Regions from separate parts of the Mus musculus genome. Here region 2 is linked to region 1. Evidence: chromatin contacts called from public HiChIP or PLAC-seq data. All regions are on one chromosome and are shown on one strand. Each heading gives the region's core, a stretch centred on a gene start, on an enhancer-like site or on the middle of the called end of the contact. The rest is flanking DNA. Distances are from core to core; before and after follow the strand shown. Region 1 overlaps Gm33830 (a long non-coding RNA gene). Region 2 has its middle 5.0 kb from the start of Prr5.

The links. HiChIP or PLAC-seq counts read pairs in DNA pulled down with a chosen protein or histone mark.
Region 2: a FOXA1 HiChIP or PLAC-seq map of pancreatic cancer cells shows a contact between it and region 1. The contact joins two enhancer-like sites. A contact is called at or near these places in 1 of 39 promoter capture datasets (hippocampal neurons), 1 of 115 datasets of contacts at active chromatin or transcription factors (pancreatic cancer cells) and 1 of 9 other capture datasets (pancreatic islet).

Annotation. Positions count from the first base shown.
Region 1 is chr15:84,448,219-84,455,415 of GRCm38.p6, forward strand. All of the region lies in intron 2 of Gm33830 (a long non-coding RNA gene), which reads left to right. It also overlaps a transcript of Shisal1 not described here. Among named protein-coding and RNA genes, the nearest start is that of Shisal1, 5.2 kb to the left of the region's middle. Within about 2 kb of position 2,528, at least 120 of the 459 cell types and tissues checked have an H3K27ac peak or open chromatin away from gene starts, as enhancers often do. A contact at or near this core is called in pancreatic cancer cells, where this site is marked.
Region 2 is chr15:84,672,437-84,679,633 of GRCm38.p6, forward strand. It overlaps a transcript of Prr5 not described here. Among named protein-coding and RNA genes, the nearest start is that of Prr5, 5.0 kb to the right of the region's middle. Within about 2 kb of position 3,120, at least 23 of the 459 cell types and tissues checked have an H3K27ac peak or open chromatin away from gene starts, as enhancers often do. A contact at or near this core is called in pancreatic cancer cells, where this site is marked.

The DNA of each region.
Region 1 (7,197 bases), core at 1,278-3,777:
GGACACAAACCAAAGCAGTTCTGTGTTCCTTCTTGCTGATGCAAACCTTCCAAAGAGGAAGTTGAGGAAGACCCTACTTCAGCTGAGGTCAAAGACAGAGACAGGGTGCTCCTCTGAGTCCTCTGTCTCACGCCATGTCAGTGTGGGGGACCACACAAATCGAAGCAACTTCAGGTCTTGGTAGGAGCAGGGTTAGGTGAGCTGGGTTCTCTGGCTCCCATTGAGACCCTGGTCCCAAGATCTCTGCAGTGAAGGCCAGTCCAGAGACACTCTAGTGTGGACAGCAAGGAAGCAGGTCAGGCTGGGAGAAGTGGGGTGTAGTGTGGGATACCCTGTGTGACATCTGATACGTGTGTGTTAGGCATGGGTATTGTGCAGTAGATGTTGTGTGTGTTGTGTCTGTGTTATATGCTATGCGTGTGTCTCATCTGTATATGTGTTGTATGGCATGGTCTGGAGTGTTTGCATGTGTTAGGTGTCATGGGACATGTGTATGGTGTGTGTGGTGTGTGCAGGGAGCCGAATGTAGCCTGCTTTGTATGTGTGTGTGCTGTGGCTGTGGGTAGCATGTTTTCTGTGTGTACATGGGTGGTGTGAATTGGATGAATGTCATGGTGTAGATCACGGTATCTGGGGGGATGCATCAACAGATATTCAGACACAAAGGGTGTATGGGATGTATGGATGTCTCACTTTGCCTGGCATTCCCACGTGGCCTCCATGCATGGCGTGTCTGTGTGCATCCCCACACGTGAGGAAGGCTGTCTTGGCGAGAGGGATCTGTGTATGGTGGCTTCTGGGAGGAGTTCCCTCCATCCCTCCAACACTGATGCTAAGCAGTCTCATGTTGTAATGAGTGTGTGCACCTGAGGACATGGTGGCTAGTGACCACTGATGCCCTGCCTCTGGCCAGCCCAATTCCGCAGGACACAGCCCAAGCCCCTGTCTCCTCCCTTGACTACTTCCTCTGCAGGCAGCCTGTGCCACCCACACTGAGGCCAGCATGGGCACATAAGGTCCCTCATACCTCCCTACACATGTACTTTCTCCACAATTACAGGGCCCGATTCTGCTTGCATCCCATTGCCCAGGTATCCCTCCTCTAAGGTACAAAATTCTTTAGCATCAGTTTCCTCATTTGTAAAGTAGGATGACCACCAGGACCAGCAAGAAGATCAATGGCAGACCGTATCATTAGGCCAACAAGCAAGTGCTGGTTTAGTGGGTCCTTGGTCCTGCCAATGCCTTCTTGTCCTCTAGGGGGAAGGAGGTCCTATCATTTGTGTAGCCCCACTCCATTTCCCTTCTTCTTGCCACTGCATCCCAGTGCCCTGTGGTTGTTTTAACAATGACCACGCTAGGAAGCCTATTCCACTCCCCACAGTTCTGAAGTTATATTTCCCTGGATCAAGGTGTGTCTGAGGCCATATTTCCCTGAGGGCTCAATGAGACGGCCCTTGCTACAGCTTCAGTCCAGCTGACCCCAGTATCCTTCAGTGGTGGCTATACTGCTGCAGCTGTATTGCTGTACCAGGGGCCACCCCAACTATCCCTGTTAACTCCCATCTCAGTACCTTAAACTTCAATGCCACTCCAAGATATTTCCTCTCTCTCTCTCTCTCCCTCTCTCTCTCTCTCTCTCCCTCCCTCCCTCCTTCTCTCTCTTTCTTTCTTTCTTTCTTTCTTTCTTTCTTTCTTTCTTTCTTTCTTTCTTTCTTTCTTTCTTATTACTTATGATAGGATCTTAAGTAGCCCTGGTTGGCTCAGACTCCCGAAAATGACCTTGAATTTTCCCGATCCTCCTGCCTCTATTCCCTAAGAGCTAGGATTATAGGCATGCACCACCATGCACAGTTTATGTGTTGGTGGGGACAGAATCTAAATATGTATGTTGGGCACACACTCTTCTAATTGAGCCACACTCCAGCCTCCCTTTCCCCCCTTTTAAATGACATTCTACTTGTTTATTTTGTATGTGCATACGTCTATGTGCACACATACCTGAATGCCATGGTGGACATGTGGAGGTCAGAAGACAACTTTCAGGAATCAGTTCTCTCCTACCACTCACTATATGGGTCCCAGGGAATAAACTCGGGTCTGTCTGGCTTGGCAGGAAGGCCTTTACCCACTGAGCAATCTTGCCAGCCCTCGAGGGACCCACCCCAAGCTCAGGAATGGGGCTGAAATGCCAAGGGGGGAAGGAGAGTGTTTCTCAGCTTCCTTCTCCCTTGCATATGCAGAGAGAGAGACAGGCTGCCAGAGCAGGGAGGACCAAGTGAAGCAGGCAGCTCGGGGTCACGCGTAGAGCCCCTCCCCCACCCAGAGTCGAGCTGGGAGGTGGGCTGGGTTCCTTCACAGCTGACCAAGCAGCTGCTCTCACCCCATCACGGCAGCACCTGCAGTGGGGAGCCCTGCTCTGCACCCCAGCACCACCCTCATCCTCCGGCCTTATTTACTACATCTCTGCCTTCGGGAGGCCTGCTCCCCCGCAAAAGCAACTGCTCACCGGGCAGGCGAGCGAGCGGCAGGCGGGCCGGCCTGGCGATGACTCATGCTCTCTCCGCGGAGTGCAGCCTTTTCAAAGGGCTGGCTGGGGAGGAAGCTAAATTTAAAGCCAGGCTTCCCGAGAAGATCACCTGCCACGTCAAAATCGCTGCCATTTAATTAGAAGTTGGGGGCATAAGGCTTCCACCCTGCTCTCTCTGGAATCCTCCTGGGGAAGGCTGAGGGGGAGGCAAAGCCCCAGGGGGCAAGAGCCAGCTGGCTCCCCAGCTGTGACACGTCCCTTTGTTCCTTCCCCCAGACTTCCTTCAGGGAGTGGTCCCCACCTTCCAGGGACCATCAGTCTCTTCCTTCCTCCTCTTCAAGGGTTCTAACCCTGGGCATGTAGAACAGGGCTCAAGAGGTCTAGAGGTCCCTGTTCCCCCAAGAAAGGATAAGGCTGTATCAGGCCTCAGCTCTGTCCTCAGACAAATGCTGGACCAGGGGACTTTCCATGGGACTTTCTGATCTTTTCATGGAGGGGGTAGGGGCACCTGTTGCCTTGTTTATCCACAGAGAGTGAGAGATCTTTGCTGGAACAAGTACTTGGAGGAGCCCTGGAAGGCTTCCTGGTGGAAGGTAGAGACTCTGAGGTGAAAGCTACCCAGATAAAGCCTATTGACCTTCCACTTTGGACAGCTAACTGCATGTTTGTTTCCCAGTCTCTTCTGGAGCCACGCAGATCACAGCACAGCCCTGGCTTCTCTGTGCTGTAGGAACAGAGCTGCCAAAGTCAGGCTGCCCAGAGACTTGGGAAGCCACGTAGAGCATCAGCTCTCCACTGATGCTTCGGGGGGGGGGGTGGTCGGGGTTGGGGTCGTCGGGGGTGGGAGGAGGCACACATTCCCTCACTTCGCTTATCCGGGGGTGGGGGGAACACGCAACTGGCTGACCGGGTCAGGTACACAGAAATGAGCAAGCTACAGATGCCACAGCCATCTTGGGGACTTGGGAGCTCAGACTTAGAGAACTGACCTGGGGATCCAGAAAGCTTCCCAATCCACAGGCCCTAAAGAATGGTCAAAGACCTGGCTGCCTATACCAGGACTAAACGAAGATGCCCAGTTCTCTGTTCTCTCCTCTCCTGCTCCCTTCTGACTGCAGCTGTGACAACCATGCTAGCCCTGAAGGAGGTGAGGCAGGACAGCTCCCAGTCCTCACAGCTAAGGCCCACCCAGGTCCAAGATGGATCTAGGATCTTCCTCTCTCCACAGACCTGGGGCTATGTGCCAAGGAAGAAGGAGGAGGGAGGGTGCAGACATTACTAAGGATATTGATCTGTTGCATGCAAGATGAGGAGGCTATGGGGTTTGAAGATTGTGCCCTATGAGCCCTTAGAAGCGGAGGCTATCCCCAATATCCCAGTGTGGGAGGGGCTGGGTATGAGATAGACAGGTGCTGTTGAGGTTCTCCAGGCAAGAAGGGGAGGGGCTGTGGATACTCTGGTCCCAGCAGGGAGGCAGGTCCCTGATTCCATCTGAGGATACCACTTTCTCTGACAGCCTGTGTAGCCAGAAAGGGGACCCCAGAAGCCAGTTGGATATCTACCTGCTGACCATAAGGCCACAAAGGAATGCTGATGGTATGCTCAGTGTAACTTTCTAACCAGCATACTCATGCCTGTGGCTTCTACAGAGATCCTGCCTGGTAGTTCATCTTTCCTGCTACAACAGGATAGTAGCAGCACAGATCTGACTTATCTATCTCCCCTTGCTATACAGACCTGTGGTCTAGCCTGCTGAATGGAGTGGGCCCTGCTCTGGGAAACAAAGGCCCTGGCCCTGCCAGTTCAGATGCAAGGGTCCCCAAGCTCCCAGTTTACTGTGGTGACTAAGTCAGGCCCTGCTATGTGGGACATAAAGCTACCAAGGTATATCTTCCTCTAGGGTCAGTGGGGAGCCAAGGGACAGGCCACCCTCTTCATTACCCCAAACTGAAAAGCAAGAGCCCCTAGGGGTTAGTGTCATGCCTCAGTTTCCCTATCTGTGCCATCACTGATAGTTCTCTGTCCTCCCCCACCCCAACATATACCCAGGAAGTGCCAGGTTCCATTCTCAGGATAGAAAGCACATCAATTTGCGACAAGCCCAGGGAAGGTGTTGTTACAGCCTGTCTTCACAAATAACTTCCCAGGTGACAAGTTGACAATAGGGACAAGCCAAGGTGTGGGGTTGGTTCCATGAAGGCTTTGGTGACACTCTGAACTCTGGGCCTGAGCCATAGCTCAACTTGTGCATGCTAGGGTCTCCTAAAGCCCCGCTTCTCTGTACTTATTCCCGACAGGGACCTGTGCTGACAGAGGGGAGGCCAGCCCAGGCCTTGGGGATGTCAGTTTGTATCAGCAATGGTAACCTCCTTCATTTGGTCCACATGGGTTTGGATTCTCCACAGCTGGTGGCTCTCACAGCTCATCTTCCCAGAGAACCAGCACAGATCCAAAGCAGAGACCATACAAGTGAATAGGGTATTCATCAGCTGGCTTGACAGAACCTGACCTTCCCGCAGCCATGACTCTCCTCGGCAGACCCAGAATTCCTGTGCCAGCATAAGGCTAATCACAGCCCTGGCACAAGCAGAAACCTTCCCAGCTCACCAAGTGTCCTTGAGAAGTACAGGGACCAGGGCCAGGGACAACCTGGTTCTTAGACTGTAGGAAGGGGGCTCAGAGAAATGGTATAATAGGCCCCAGGCCACACAGCTCAGATGCTGGGCAAGAGGGGCATTCTGAGGATTCCCAATGGCCTGGGATATCACTTCTAGGCATTGGGGGTTCTGTCTTAGAAGATTAGCAAGGGTCCTTGCTCTCCAAGCCAGTTGTCCATTCTGTATGGGCTGAGTAAGGCGTTACTGACCAGAACAGGGGTCTGGGCTTGACTGTGTGACCTCATATCACAAGATGATGCTCTGCCTCCCTCTCTGACCTGTTTGTTGGGGCAGGAAATTGTCCTCTAGGGTTAGGTGAGAGGGTGGGCTCAAGACCACATCCATTTAACTGAAGCCAGGTAGGGCGATATGGTTCCCCGCCCCCTGCAACACCACACTCAGATGCTCCCCACAAATCTGTCATGGAAGCCACTTCTGAGTTTCTGTAAGAGAACAGAGCAAGCTCAGAGAGGCTAATTGCATAGAGCCACAGAGTTGGGACCACAATTCCCACTCCAGGCTGTTACCCTTGACAGAGCAGAAGGCCCTTGAATGGGGCCATGTCTGCCTCTGCCTTCCAAACCTCAGTTTCCCAGATTGTTCCATGCTTACTTGCCAACCAACAGTGCAAGGTTCTGGCAGGCTCACTTTTGATGGCTTCTGGACAGCTCTGCCCAGGCACGGGGATGCAGGATACAGGCCATCCAGGGTTCAGTGGCACAAGTCCTGGGGTCCTACAGGGTTCCAAGTCCCTTTAACGTGCTAAACTGTTGGCTGGGCCTCCTCAGACACCTTCATCACTGAAAAATTGTGTTAACACACAGCCTAGGGAGTGAATGGCCCAGGGAGCCAAGGGCTTGGGTTCTATTCTGGGGAGGCTCCTGGTAGAGAGCCAGCCATGAGCCGGGCAGCAGGGCAGAGTCACGGTCCAGGCCAACTGACCACTGGCCAGCCATAGTAGCTTACATACGTGAAGATTCTCAACTTACAAAAGATCTGATAGGGTGTGAAGTAGGAGGCTGAGGGAGGGTGTGTCATGGGCAAGGGTTTAGGGACGCCTACAGGTCACATCAGAGGGTTTTCCTAGCTGACCCACCAGCTCAACCTTCGGAACAGGAGAATGAAAGGAAATGTAGCCGTTCAGAGCCTGGGTCCGTGCACCTCACCCAGGCCTTGCCTCTGCACAGGTTTCCTCATGAATCCCACTGGCTCACCAAAACAATATATTATCTATGCATACAAAGAATAGGGAGGACTAGGAAGGTTAAGTATCTCTGAAGGTCTCATAGCTGGTGATCAGAAGATGGCAACCTGCGCTGTATTAAATCACAGCAGCATCCTTTGTGTAGAGAAAAGTGGAGCCCTACCCTGGAGACCTAGGGATGCCCTGACCTAGCCCTCCCCACCTAACCTTTGCACCTTGGGGCCAGAGCTATGTGGACAGACTCATTCACGGTTGGCGCCCAGTCTCCGTTGACTTCTGAATTCCAGGCTAAAGAAGACAGACTGATTCCTGCCCCAAAGCACTATGGGAGCATCCTGGAACCACCTGCCAAGATGGAACCAAGAGTCAGAGCCCACCAGCGAGGCTGAGACTCTAACTACAGATGAGGAAGTTGAGAAAGAGTACTTAGGGGTTTGCCCTTCTTTGAGGTGTCATGCATCCTTCATGTCCTTTCCAGATGTAACAGCTACTAAGTAAGTCCAGGCCTCTGGGTCTGCCACTTCCCAGGAACATGTCACTCGGGACAAGTCGCTTTCCTCAGTAAGCTCATCTTGGAAGCAGACTCATCATCGTTTCTTCTTCCCAGAGACCCTGAGATGTGGCTGTATCTACCAGGGCCTTGGCAAGATGCAGGGATGCTGCTGCCCATCACCATCTCCAGCTATGTAGAGGCTCATGCCCAGAGCTTGTCTCTTCACTTGCTTCAGCTTCCCTGTTTGGAGGGCTACCAGTTATGCGACAACATTACCATCGATGACAATATGGTCACTTGATGACAGGGATGC
Region 2 (7,197 bases), core at 1,870-4,369, 220 kb after region 1:
ACTCTATAGTTCTCCGCTGTCAGAGTGAATACCATGTGGGCTCCACCCTTTGAGTGAGCACCATGGAGCTGCACCCTCAGAGGGAGCACTGTGGGAGCTGCACCCTCAGAGGGAGCACCGCAGGGCCCCATCCTCAGAGGGGAACCCTGTAGGGCTGAACATAGAAGCATTTCCTGAAATGCTTTCTCAGATGAGCAGGAAAGGTGGTGCTGGCCAAGATGTCTGGGGACAAGGAGCAAAGCACATCCCGTGGAGGGGAGGGCAGAGGAGGGGAGAGAAGGCCATGTGACCAGTGACCAAGAGGACAAAGAAGAGTCATGTGACGGTGGAGACCAGTGGAGAAGGGGCTTGGCATGAGGTAGCCCTGCCCTACAGGGAGCAGAGTGGACCCTGGCCATTTATAACCCATCTCAGCACCCAGGAATCCCAGCCCCAGGGCAGCCAGCCCAAGATCTTAACCAAGCCAAGGGGGAGGAGGAATGAAGAGGGTGGAATTAGGTCAAGGAGTCAGAGGGCTTCTGCCAGAAGGAAGCCTGACATTTGGGCAAGTTGGAGCCAGAAGTGACCGAAATGGGCAGGGTAGCTGCAATGATGGTGTCAAAAACCAGATTGCAATGTATTCCTGTGCAGTTCTCAAAACCGTGATGCCCCATTCCATAAACAGTAAAGGGGTAGGGCCAAGAAAGAGATTCTGTGGGAAAAGGTGATGTCCTGGGTTCGATTCCTGGAATCCACATGGTAGAAAGAGAGAACGGACACCCATAAGCTGGCCTCTGACTTCTACATGTGTGGCAAGGTACAGGAGTACACACACACACACACACACACACACAGACACGAGAGAGAGAGAGAGAGAGAGAGAGAGAGAGAGAGAGAGAGAGAGAGAGAGAGAGAGAGAGAGAGAGAAAATCAAGGTAATAAAAAATGTTTAAATTAGAAAGTGTTATGTTCAGCTAAGGACAAGGCTCACCCACATTGACCCCAGGCTGGGTTCTTTTCTCCTGGGGTTCCGAGGGAGGCCCAGCTGGTCTGGGGAGAAGGGAAAGCCTAGTCTAGACAAGAGTAGAAGGATCTGGAAAAAGACCCCCAGCTCAGCTTTCCCACACTGGGAGTGAAATCACAGGGTTAGAAATGCCAGGCCTTGTGGCCCACCTGATACCACTTGAGGCAGGAGAAGGATTAAGTTTGAAGCCTCCTAGCCAGGGCTACATAGTGAGTTCCAGTCTAGCCTGGGCTTCACTGTGAGACCATGTTTCCTTTTTAAAGATGTATCTTACTTTTATTCATGTGTGTAAGAGCGTGTGTTTGGAGGAGCTCACAGAGGTCAAAAGAAGGTTACATCCCCTAGAACTACAGGCAGTTGTGAGTCACATCTCCCCCAACCCACCCCACCCCACCCCACCCCCACCAAGTGGGTGCTGGGGACTGAACTACCTTCTACAGGAGCATTAAGAGCTCTTAACTACTGAGCCATCTCTAGCTCCCCTGCAAAACAATGTAAACACCTAATTAAGCAATCCTGGTGAAGGTGTAACCTGGGTGACCCCCCCATCTAGGTTCTGTTTGGCAGGGTGGTCCCAATTATTCCTGCTATGTGGGGACTGATCTGCTTCCCGTAAGACACTCCCAGTCCAGCATGTAGCCTGTCCACTCTAGAAGAGGCCTTCCTAGTAGGGGGGCGGGGTGTCCTGTCCTTTGAATCTCTGCAGTTCGCCATTGCAGGGTCGGGAACAGGACATTGTAAAAGTTGGCTCCATCTGCCTCAGTTGTTGTTTGTGCCTTTAGCCTTGAAGCAAGATGCTGGGGGAACAGATAAAGTTTTTAGACAGACAACTCTTGAGTGACTGACGTGTCTACCCACAGAAGTAAGCAAGTGACCCGCACTGAAGGAGACAGGCAAGATGAATTGAGGCACATTGTGCTTTCAGTTTGCCTTTAATGGCCTGGTTGGACCAGAGAGAGCCTGTGCGGCGGTGGCAGCGCACTTTTCATCAAAAGTTAGCTTTCAGGAGCCGGTTGCAAGGACATTAATGGCTATGCTCAGAACCAAACCAAAACCAAAACATAGCCATCGAGAGGTGGAGCCAAAGAGAGATCACCAGGCCGTACCTTGACCAGGACCATTTAATTATGCATGTGATTAAGTTGTTTTGCAGGGCAGAGCCTGGAAAATTCTAGGTGGGAAGCAGGCAGAATTCTGAGGGCCCAGAAGGATGGAGAACAGGACTTGGAGGGCTCGAAGGAGGAAGCAGGACCCAAAGAATGGAGGCTGGACCCTGCCTACCTGGAGTCCTGAGAATTTTTTTTGGAATTTGGAGTTTTCTCAGAAAGCAAAGCACCTGATCTGAGGATTAGACAGGCAGGGCAGGGACCCATTTAGAGGGGACCAGAGCCCATAGATGCTGCTGTTCTCTATAAAAGCTCTGGGGGGCAGTAGAGAGCCAGGGTCCCTAGAGCCCACCCCCCCCCCCCCCCCCCCAATGCCCAGGCAACAGTGGTAGGCCCATCTATCCTCAAATGGGTTACAGTCTTGCTACCTGATATTAGAGAAGCTGGAGACCGAACAGGCAACAGGAACTCCAGAGTCAGTCCTCGCGCTGCCTCTCACCGGCCTGTGACCCTGTTGTGATCTTAAGATTTGGAACCTCAGCTGGGCCTCAGTAACATGGGCTGGGTTTAGCAGGTACCTGGTAAATGTTGCTGCTTTTCCTGATCTTGGTCCACTGGGAAATTTCACCATCCAAGGAGTCTCTCCTTCATGGAGATTTTGAAGGAGCAAAGTTTTGACTGCTGGGGTTTGTCCCCGCCCTTTTCCACCATGTGACATGACCCTTCCCCCAGCTCAGGGGTCAGAAAAGTTTTCCTCAGATAATTTCTTGGGTGTAGAAGTCCAGTCTTACTACCTGATATTAGGAAAGCTTGGGGGAACACTCCTCGCGATAGCAGCACCCTCCTCTGAGAGGCCCTGGCTAGCTCTTTGGGCCTCAACCAGGAAGTAAGGGACACAGGCCAAGGGTTGTTTCTCTCTGTTCCTATCGCCCACGTTGGATCTAGGTCCTCAACGGGGAACAGCTCTTCCTACCTGGCAGGCAGGGCTAGGTGCAAGGTTCAGACAACAGAAGAGTAAATGAACTCTCTCCATTCAGATCTCCTGCCACGCCTGTGTGTACTCTGTCTGGGCTCCTCTTGGGTCGCACTAGCAGGAGCTGATTCCTAACTCATTCACTCTTTCCAAGAATGCTTCTAAGGAAAAGCTACTGGCAAGGAGGTGCCTCGAGGAGACGACAGAGCAGGAAGGCAAGCTGGCAACCTGCAGGTCACTGCTGCTGGTGTGTGAGCCTTCACCTGCAGAGTGGGGGGCAAGCGCCATAGGGATCCACATGAAACAGGAGCTGAGGTCGCGGTGCCTTTGGCAGTGCTGGGTCTCCTTAAGGGAATCAAAATACCAACTCTGCCACTCCAAGATTCAGCTCCAAAGAGAACCTCACTGTTCCCAGGCACTGAGTGAGAGATCAGCTCCAGGGTTCTAAAACTCCCCTGCTTCTCTCCAAAGAACTTTTGGAAACTGATGTCCAAGACTTTCACAGATGGGAAACTTTTGGAGAGAGAGAGTCTTTTGGGGTCATGTAGGGGGTCATGTGGATGAGGTGAGGGTGTTGGAGATGAGGGATCTCTGCTGGTCAGAATCCCACAGCAGCCAGAAGCATAGGAGGGAGAAGAGGAGGAGCATTTAACAGGGGGACCAGGTCTAGCCAGGTGGGGCTGTCCCGGGTCAGGGAGACCTGAGGGAAGGTGGCATGAATTAAAAAGGCAGATACCATAGTGTGTTGCTTCTCACACTGATGGACTCCTGTCCTGCCCCGAATGCTGATTGGTCAGCTGGCTTTGCTGTGCAGGGAGAAGAGCCCTCCAAGGTCTTAGCCTAGTCTTGCCCTATGGTGACAGGCTCACCTGGCTTCTGCAGCTCGCCTTCAGTGTCCCTCCCACTGTCCTCTATAACAGGAGCAGTTGCTAGGCTCCTGGTGTGACCCCATGACCTTGTGATTCTCCTGTTCCACCCTCCTCTGCACACCAAGGAAGGATGAGGCCTAGCCCGGGGGCACAGGCCAGAGAGACAGAGCCAGGCACATGCCTTAGCTTCTCACTGGCCCTTTCCTGGGTGTCCGGGACCCCAGGGTAAGGAGCCTACACACCAACTGTACCACAGGCTGCTAGAGACATCATGCCAGTCAGCTTTGGGGAACTGCCAGGCCTTGCCAACAGGGAGCAAAATGACCCCTTTTGGAGTGGATGACCCTTAGAAGGAGATCCTAGGGAGGGTGCATTGAGGGTGGCAGGTGACAGTGACAGAGCTGGAAGGTGACAGTGTCGAAGCTGGGGCTGCTTCTCTTCTGCTCATCAGGCCAGGCTGCAGCTTCAGCCTTGTCATATACACACCCTGACTTCTTGCATGTGCCCTAGCCTCCCTGAACCCCTGTTTCTCTGTTGTGACATGAGACCCCCTCACCTCTGCAAGGGAGCACTGCAGCCTTGGGAGCACCACAACCATGGGAGCACTGCAACCATGGGATCATCACAGCCTTGGGAGCACCACAGCCTTGGGAGCACCACAGCCTTGGGAGCACCAGATGAGGCAGTGTGTTTAAGCCCTGCCTCCCTGTCCTATCTCTTGTCCTTCCTACCCCAGACAAGGATCCCTTCTTCAGTTGACTCCTTCAAAGAAGTTCTCTGTCCTCTTTGATTGACATGGGGAAAGAGAGGGTGAAACCACATTGTGATCTTGTCCTAGACTAGAAATCAGGGGTCAGGAGTTGAGAGTCCTGGGCCCTGAAAATGAACCACCTGGGCCCAGCCCCTCAGTACTTTCATACCCCATGAGTCAGAGAGGATTGTGGGGGAGTGTGGTTCCCCCCCCCCAAAGGGCTTCAGCTTCTATGTTTATTGACCCTCAAATTCTGAGATGCCCATCCTCCAGATGTGTTCACTGAGTCCCTTAGAGGTCAGGTCAAGCAAGACCAGATGGGCCTCCATCCTGGTTGCTCACTTAGGGCTCACTCTAAGAAGGATGGTCCTGATGCTCTTTGAGTCTCCCTTGGTGGCCTGTCTCAAGTTCCTGTTTCTAGCTTGCCAAGTGGAGGTGGGATGAAACCTGGGTCCTGTGGAAGGAGACTGTGGTTCTGAGGTAGGGACACTGGCAGCTTGAGGGATTCAAGAATGAATCCGCTTATCTCCCTTGTCCTTAATCAATAATCAATAATCTTAGGCACAAGTGATTCTCTTCAAGGCCACTCCTAAACAACTGTTGAATCCTTGATCCAGGCACCAAGCCCAGAGGTCCCTATCAGTGCCCAGAGGACCCAGCAAGGCATGTAAGGCCCTGTACCTGCTTACAGGGGTCATAACTGTACCAAAAGATGTCCAGGAATTCTGCCAAACAATGGCTGTTGTGTTTTGGTTTGTTGGGATTTTCTGATACTTCGGGCCACAGGAACACTTTTATAGGAGTTAGTCTTGCCCCCGCCCAACTCCTCCTTTGTCTTTGCTGAGGAGTTAACAGCCTGGTTTCCTCCTAGACTCTACCTTGGATTTCTGGGCCCAGGGAGCTCTGCCCTTTGCTGCCTACCACCAACACTCACACCTAGCAGCACCCGAGCTGCCTACCACCAGCCCCAACACCCGGCGGCACAGCACCCCCGCGTCTCTGTCGCACTTCTGCCTTGGGCTGTGGGTGTAGCCAGTGTTCGTCTGTGCTGGGGCGGGGACAGCTCGTTTCTTTGCTCTCTGGAGATGTTGTCTTTTTTTTTTTTTTTTTTTTTTACTTTCCTTTCTTTGAGACACTGTCTCCTAAGAGTCTATAATTCGCTATGGGGCTGGCTGCAAACTCAGGGCAATCCTCCTGTCTCAACCTTCCAACAACCAAGATTTCAGGCCAGCACCCCTACACTTGGCACTAGAGATGTCTTTTAAGTCTCACCCATTCTGGATATTGCTTGTCCTGCTTCTAGCCCCTTCCCTAGGAGCCCCCTGCAGCTCACTTCTTCCTTCCTCTCCTGCCCACTGTGGCCTCCCCTCCCCTACCAGCCTTCTCCCTCCCTCTGGTTACTCAGACTGCCTCTCTGTTCCCATCTGGCCACTCCTGCCAGACGGGCAGCCAGGGGTCAGTTCTGCCCCTTGTCCTGCCCAACTGCTGAATAAAAGGTCAGGCTTCTCTGAGGGGACCAGGGTTTTGCTGCAGCGACACCCGTGGCAGAGAAATGGTGGCCTCGTGTTTATGCATCTTGGTTTTCACCGATCTGACCTAAAACATGAGATAGATATATCTAGCCATTCCTATTGAGTAGCGACTGTGTGCCAAGCATAGGGAAGGTAGATATGAACAAGTTCCTGCTCCTGGCTCTGATAGACAATGTCAGGAAAGCCAGATTAAGTCTAAACAAGGGCAGGGGCAATCAGAGAAAGGAGAGATGATCTTCAACTTTGATCTCCACTGAAAGGGGTTCTGGAGAGCAGGGAGGCTCGCAGGTTTTGAAGGCATCTCAAGGATTGGGGGCCTCGGGCTTGCTCTTCAGCACAGTGGGAACTCAGGAGGGCAATGTGTGCCATGGCCAGCTCTAGTTATTGTTTGTGAGGGCAAGAAGCAACAGTCAGAAAGAGTGGTCAGAAAGGATCTGTAGTTCAGGCTAGGGTGCTAAGAACCAAGGATGGGGCAGGGTGGGTAGACTCAAGAGGAAGGCCTAGTACATGTATCCGATCTTTTTTATTTTAAAATTTTGATTATGTGTATGAGAATGTGTGCCTGAGTGTGGGTTTGTGTACTTGCATGCAGTGCCCCAAAAAGGCCAGAAGAGGGTGCTGGATTCACAGAGCTGGAGTTACAGGTAGTTTGTGAATTGCCACATGCTAGTGCTGAGAACCAAACTTGTATCCTCTGAGAGAGCAGTTCAGCCTGAGGGTTAGGGTTGTGATTTTACGTTGGCCGGCATTCATACCTATCCTGACGCACATAGAGTTTGTAGGCAGAGACTGGACATACTTGATACAGGATGTAAAACCCCAGGGTCTGGAAGGATAGAGAGAGACCATGGATGTGTGGCCTTCACTTTCCAAAACACAGGAAACTGAAGCCTTTGAGAAGTGACTCACCCAAAGCTTACAGCTGCTCCAGGGATGGAGAGCACCCACCCGGGACATAGGACT